2 separate regions of the Mus musculus genome follow, and region 2 is linked to region 1. A link is a contact called in public Hi-C data. All regions are on one chromosome and are shown on one strand. Each heading gives the region's core, a stretch centred on a gene start, on an enhancer-like site or on the middle of the called end of the contact. The rest is flanking DNA. Distances are from core to core; before and after follow the strand shown.

The links. A called contact is a pair of places that touch in the nucleus more often than the background predicts.
Region 2: a contact with region 1 is called in a Hi-C map of erythroblasts, with 2.0 times the contacts expected there. The contact joins the enhancer-like site here to the promoter of Gemin6 in region 1. A contact is called at or near these places in 12 of 39 promoter capture datasets (the 3T3-L1 cell line, 3T3-L1-derived adipocytes, the C10 cell line and 7 more), 1 of 15 datasets of contacts at CTCF or cohesin (pro-B cells), 22 of 484 Hi-C or Micro-C datasets (the 63-12 cell line, B cells, the C10 cell line and 18 more), 10 of 115 datasets of contacts at active chromatin or transcription factors (the 230-238 cell line, CD8 T cells, bone marrow-derived macrophages and 4 more) and 3 of 9 other capture datasets (adipose tissue, liver and pancreatic islet).

What each region holds. Positions count from the first base shown.
Region 1 is chr17:80,222,908-80,226,471 of GRCm38.p6, reverse strand. Gemin6 (gem nuclear organelle associated protein 6) reads right to left here and starts at 2,021. Exons shown (of 3, transcript NM_026053.4): 1 at 1,802-2,021; 2 at 708-851. The coding sequence starts at 832.
Region 2 is chr17:80,276,375-80,279,938 of GRCm38.p6, reverse strand. Dhx57 (DEAH (Asp-Glu-Ala-Asp/His) box polypeptide 57) reads left to right here. Exons shown (of 24, transcript NM_001163759.1): 3 at 1,558-1,716. Among named protein-coding and RNA genes, the nearest start is that of Morn2, 12 kb to the left of the region's middle. Within about 2 kb of position 1,523, at least 4 of the 459 cell types and tissues checked have an H3K27ac peak or open chromatin away from gene starts, as enhancers often do.

The DNA.
Region 1 (3,564 bases), core at 772-3,271:
AAATACTTAGTAGCCGGGTGTGGTGGCCCACGCCCTTAATCCCAGCACTTGGGAGGCAGAGGCAGGCGAATTTCTGAGTTCCAGGACAGCCAGGACTACACAGAAACCCTGTCTCAAAAAACAAACAAACAAACAAACAAACAAACTACTTAGTACTTCAATAAATATAAAATTTTCCAATAAACAGCATGGGCATTTTTCCCCTTGACATCTATGTACCTTCAGTCCTTTTTTTTTTTTTTTTTTTACCTTTTGAGACAAGTCCTGACAATTGGATATGGTGGAGATAAGAGGATCAGGGATTCGTGTTTATCCTCAGCTACATAATGAATTTGAGGCCAGTCTGAGTTATATGAGACTTATTTTAAAAAAATAAATAAAGTTGGGTGTGGTGTCCTAGCATTCAGAAGTAGAAGTAGATGAATCAGAAGTTTAATATCATCTTCAACTATATAGCCAAATAAGGCCAACCTTGGCTACAGGAGACCCTCTGGAAGGAGAATTAGAAGAGGGGAGAATTTCTCTTTTCTATTCCTATAACTATGTTTAGTTTGCTACAGCATCCCATAGTTAAAACAGCAGCAGTTAGGCTCAAAAGCAATTATTATGTGTGAATGACCAGTCTTTGATTGATCTGCCTTCTCAGCTTGGATATCCGGGGCCAGTACATAGGATTGTCATTTCACAAAATTAAGTTGCATACTCACTTGGCAGAGACTGGATCTGTGGTTAGAAGCCATCCTTTATACTCCTTCTCACAGGCTATCACTCTCACTTCTTTATAAACGTAATCTTCCCATTCTAAGGGGCTTTTCTTCATCCATTCGCTCATGGTTACCAGTTGCCCAGATCTAGAACCATTATCAATTTGGGTTAATCACTATGGATATTCCACACAAGCAAATGTCTTTTTTTAAAAATATTTTTAAAGATTCATTTATTTATTATATGTAAGTACACTGTAGCTGTCTTCAGACAATCCAGAAGAGGGAGTCAGATCTTTTTACGGATGGTTGTGAGCCACCATGTGGTTGCTGGGATTTGAACTCTGAACCTTTGGAATAGCAGTCAGTGCTCTTACCCACTGAGCCATCTCACCAGCCCAAGCAAATGTCTTAATGATCGCCATTCTGTAGGCAGTCTGTAATTTGCCTGAAAATAACGAGTTTCTTAATGCAAGTAAGCACTGATACATAGAGCCAGTCTTAACTCACACCTACAGTCCCTACCTACTAGTAGTGCTGAGACCAGCCTGGTAACATAGTGTGCCGTCTCAGATCTCAGAAGAACAAGCAAAACGCCCATCTGGGGTATAAGAAACTGATACTATCTTTGGAGAATTCTTGAGAATGTTTTGTTTAGTATATCTGGGAAGGGGTATTTATAATTCAGACTGATGGTAATAGTGAATGGCCACAGGTACAATTCTTAAAACTCCTGTGGCATGTCTAGTCCCACCCTCTGCTCCCAATTCCGGATACCGCTTTCAACCTGGCTTTGAACCTGGCCCGTAGATAACTCAAACTCTTCGGGGCTGGAGAGATGGCTCAGCGGTTAAGAGCACCGACTGGGAGGTCAATTCCCAGCAACCACATGGTAGCTCAAAACCATCGGTAATGGAATCCGATGTCCTCTTCTGGTGTGTCTGAAGAAAGCAGTGGTGTGCTCATATACAATAAAGAAATCTTTTTTAGAAAAAAGAAGAAGCAGCCACTTCCGTTCCGCTTTCCTTAGATAAAAGGATTTCGCCCTAAACCCCTGACAGACATAACTGATGCGGAGTTCTCGGATTCCCACCTACTCTTTCTAGATGACTCTCCACGGGCTTTGCGCCAATTTTCTCGTAAAGCGCTGAGGACCCGTTAGCGAAGCTCTAGAGCTCCAACACCAGGTCCTGTCCAGAGGCCGCCATACCCAGAACTCTGCACGACTCAGGGAAACGCCGCAGAGACCCTGGCTATATTTCTACTTAGCTCACACGCCGCCGAGCGGGCTTGAGTCGGCCCGCCTGAGCCCAGCATGCTTTGCTCCTGACGTCATTTCCTTCCCCCAGAATCCTCCATCCTGTAGTCCTTTGCCTCCGTTCTTGCACTGCAGGTTGTGTCCAAGGGAACTTGAGTTCTCCTGGCCACCGTGAACGTCTCAAGAAATCTTTGTAAGAGGAAAATGTTCGTACCTCAAAGCTTTTTAAGTGGGGTATGAAAATGCGATTTTGCCCTGAATTCAACACAAAGCTCTCTGGGTAAACCTTAAGGCTCTAAAAGCCGAGGTGAATGGCATGAATTCTGGTCTAGCTCGTTTTGGAGCCGGTTAAAATGCGTGCACCTTTGGGGACGTGTTCTCAGTAAATCTCAAGAACAGTGGTGAAGTTGGGAAGATCAGCACTGGATTTTTTTTTTTTTTTTTTTTTCGAGACAGGGTTTCTCTGTGTAGCCCTAGCTGTCCTGGAACTCACTCTGTAGACTTCGCCTGCCTCTGCCTCCCAAGCAGCACTGGATTATGTTGTTTCTGCTTCAGATTTCTGGGCACGTAGCTGACTGGGCTCTGACATACTGCAGAATCTTCGAGACTGTGATACTGAAAAGTGGTGCAAGGCAGTAAATGCTAAGATTCTGCCTATACTGAAAAGAGAAAAAAACAACCCTCTCCCCCGCCAAGACAACAACTACAACAAAAAAACCCACCAAGGGCGATGAACAAAAACTGAGCTATAAAATTGTCAAGCCAGAGGTGGGCGTGGTGGCGCACGCCTTTAATCCCAGCACTCGGGAGGCAGAGGCAGGCGAATTTCTGAGTTCGAGGCCAGCCTGGTCTATAAAGTGAGTTCCAGGACAGCCTGAGCTACACAGAGAAACCCTGTCTCAAAAAAAAAAAAAAAAAAAAAAAAAAGATTGTCAAGCCAAGCAGCAGAAACATTAAATATGAATCGGTTTTTTAAAATTACTACTTGAAATTCCATATCAAATAATCCTTCCCAAAACCTTCATTTATTGAATGATTGACTTCATATTAATGAGATTTCATGGATTAAGTTAGAGTTTATCAGTTAAAACCCTCTATAAAGCTACAAGAGCTAATGTAAATTCCAAGTTATTAAGAGTGTGGGAGAAAATGTTTGACCTTTAAAACTACAGAATAAAAATCTACAACTGATTTGTGACAACTGTTCAGTTGCATTTTAAGTTTCATTCTTTACTGCAAACCTGTTTGGCTTATGTTTTCTTCCCCTTTTGAAACAAGGACATGTCCCTACTCTGTCCAAATTATCAGAAATTTAAGTTGCATTTGGGCCACATGTGGTGCATAGGACTTTAATCCAAGCTTGTGGAAAGCAGAGGTAGGCAGGGAGTTTGGGATCAATTAGTCTACATAGTGAGTTCTAGGCCAGCCCTGCTACAAAAAAAAAAAAAAAAAAAAAATTAAAAAAATTTAAAAATCAGTTGCAACTAGATACAAGATATTTAAACTATTCTAGCTTTTTTTTTTTTTTTTTAAATTCGAGACAGGGTTTCTCTGTGTAGCCCTGGCTGTCCTGGAACTCACTCTGTAGACCAGGCTGGCCTC
Region 2 (3,564 bases), core at 274-2,773, 54 kb before region 1:
TTGCAGTTTTTGGAGAGTGGCAGAGAGGATCTCACTGAGGCTAGGCTGGCCTCGAACTCTCAGCAGTTCCTCAGTCCCTAAGCTCCTACTGGGATTGCAATCATGCCATCACACCGGGCTCTTTCAGAGTCATTCCAAAGTAGGTTTGTATCTCACCCACTGGGTTACGACCTCACTTCTGCGTTAAATGCAGATCCTTTGTTTTTCAGCACATACATTATAGGTCTTAGAGTTCTGCCTGTTCAAGTATCCATTAGCTATCTATTGAGCACCTTGTATGTCCTGGGTAATGTTTTACAGACTAGAATTGAGCAACAGGTAAACACTGTACTTATCGTCATAAAAGATTCCTAAGATTCTTAAGTGTATCACAGAGGCAGTAAGTGCTATGAAGAAATATAAAAAATAGTACTGTGTGAGGTAGGTGTGTAAAAAATGCTAGACTTGAGTTTCTGTCATGTGGAAATCCACTAAAAAGGTTCATTTGAACAAAGACAAGAAGAGAGCGAGCCAGCCATGAGCCTCTCTGAGAGGAAACCATTGAAGGTAGAGGGATAGAGCAAGTGTGAAGCGCTGAGTCAGGAATGCATTCAGAAGGCCTGGGAAATGCAAGGGAGCCAGGAGACAAGAGCAGTTCACTGTGTTAGTTTAGAGCAGAGGGACTTCACTGCAGATGGCCCTGGGGCAGTAGAGGGAGTTTGGCTAACAAAGAAAAGCACAGAGTGGTTTGAAGCAAGTGTAGGACATTTCAGTCACTCTGGCCACAGTTGCCACTCTTCAACATATGCCTTTCTGATACTCAGAAAATTGGGCCTTTTTCTTTGGGCTGTTACAGCCCTGTGCCAGGTAAGTTGAGTTAAAAGAGGGTAAATGATGGAATGAATCACTAGAGGAAATAAGGAGGTTGGGATAGTCTCCAAATAGACTGGGGCTTTAAGATGAAGAATGGGATATCATGGTGGACCACACCTGCTATCCCACCATTTGGGAGGTGGAGGGAGGCGGGAGGATCCACTGAGCAGATCCATGGTTACAGAACTAGTTGACTCCAGCCTGTGCTACATGAGATCCTGTCTTTAAAAAAAACGGAGGGGGGAGGTAAAATACAGGGATATGAAAATAAATGGTCTGTGAGATAGGAACATAATAAGACGAATTCAGGTTGTGAGAATTTCTATAAGACAGTGGCCCTTCAAAAATGTCACTGCTGCTGTGTGGTGGAGGCACACGCCTTTAATACCAGCACTCGGGAGGCAGAGGCAGGTGGATCTCTGAGTTTAAGGTCCATGGAGGGACACCAGGGCTACACAAAGAAACCCAGTCTCAAAAACCAAATAAGCAAACAAACAAACAAACAGTCTTTGTCAGAGAGTAGGCTGGGAACCCTTAAACTGTGAGGAGTTTGAGGATAATGCCAACTGGTAGCTAGGGAAAGTCAAGTAAACACTGTAGAAAGCACTCTCTCTGTGTGATGTCATCTGCTGTCGGTGTGTGCTGTATTTGGGAGCTGATAAGAGGATCAAAGTTTTGTTCATGAGCATGTGACTTTGAATTCAGGCCCTGCGACAGTAACAAAAGCAAAGGAGAGACACGGCCTAAGTGGAAGCCCAAAGCCAAAGTGCCCCTTCAGACGCTGCACATGACATCAGAGAATCAGGAGAAGGTGAAAGCCCTTCTGAGGGATCTGCAGGAACAGGGTGCGGACGCGGGATCCGAGTAAAGTATCTTGTTTGAGTACATTTTATACCGAGGAGAACCCGTTGGCAATGCAAATGGCCCTTCAGCACTGGGTACTGTCTCCGTGAAGCAGTGGTTCTCAGCCTCCCTAACGCTGCGACCCTCTAACACAGCTCCTCATGGTGTGGTGACCCCCCCAGCCATAACATTATTTTCGTTGCTACTTCATAACTACTGCTTTGCTACTGTTGGGACTTATAATGTAAATATCTGATGTGCAGGATATCCGCTATGCGACCCCTGTGAGGGCCGTGACCCACAGGTTGAGAACTGCTGGTGTGGAGCCTGTTGTGGCTACACAGTTAGCTGAAAGTGAGGCAAGAGAGATAGAAGAGCAGTTACCCAGCCACAGCTTTAGAGTGAGTGTCCTCGCACCATCCTGAGCAGTACCACAGATTGGCTCATCTTGCTTTGTCTCTAGGCCTAATATAGGATGTTAGTGCTTTACTGAAAATATTCCAACTAAAAATGTATACTAACAAACAGAAGCCTGTTCTAGGAGCCGATGTGGAGGCAAGTTCTTGCTCATGCAGCCCTGCCTGGCCTCAGACTCACTGCAGTCCTCCTGCCTCAGCTTTCCTACCCACCCCAAACCCCTAGCAACATAAATGTTTGGTTTTGGTTTTTGTTTTTTCTGAATGTATATGGGGTTTTTGCCTGTTGTGTGTCTGGGTACCACTTGCTGCCTGGTACAGGAAGAGCCCAGAAGTTGTAAGCTTCTTTGGAACTGGAGTTATAGACAGCCATCAGGTGCTGGGAATTGAACCCAGGTCCTCTGAAAAAGCAGCCGGTGCTTTTAACCACTGAGCCAACTCTTCAGCTTCAAAATCAAGCTTTAATATTTTACCTAACTGCCCAAGTGCAATAGTTTCTTAATTGTCTCCCCTCTACCTCTGCACTGTGGGGTTTTTGATTTGTTTTGTTTTGTTTTTTGGGGTTTTTTTGTTTTTGTTTTTTCTTTTTTGGTTTTTTGAGACAGGATTTCTTTGTATAGCCCTGGCTGTCCTGGAACTCACTTTATAGACCAGGCTGGCCTCAAACTCAGAAATCCACCTGCCTCTGCCTCCCAAGTGCTGGGATTAAAGGCATATGCCACCACTGCCAGGCTTTCTTTCTTTCTTTTTTTTTTTTTTTCCTCAACATTTATTTATTTATTTAATATATGTGAGTGCACTGTTGCTGTCTTCAGACACACCAGAAGAGGGCATCGGATCCCATTACAAATTGTTGTGAGCCACCATGTGGTTGCTGGGAATTGAACTCAGAACCTCTGGAAGAGCACTCAGTGCTCTTAACCACTGAGCCATCTCTCCAGCTCTCTGCACTGTGTCTTTTTTTTTTTTTTTTAAACTCTTTTTTTAAATTTTATTTATTTATTTAATGTAAGTACACTGTAGCTGTCTTCAGATGCACCAGAAGAGGGCATCAGGATCTCGGGTGGTTGTGAGCCACCATGTGGTTGCTGGGATTTGAACTTCGGACCTTCGGAAGAGCAGTCGGGTGCTCTTACCCACTGAGCCATCTCACCAGCCCCTCTGCACTGTGTCTTAACTCCTCTGTTACACTATCAGTTGAAGGGGTTCATTTATTTTTATGTTTGCTAATGAGTAGTTGGCCTAAGTTCCACCTTTGGCAATAAATAAATGAATTCTTTGATGAAATTACTGAGTGGCCAGTCAGGGATAGCAAATATTCTTCTGTCCTCTACAAGTCATTTGTCTCAGTCTTAGAAGAGGGGAAAGGGACAGGGGTAGTATCTCTGACTAAGAGATGGCTTCTGTGGATAAGAAGGCAGGCTCTGGACTTAGGCTAGGATAAGCACCTTCT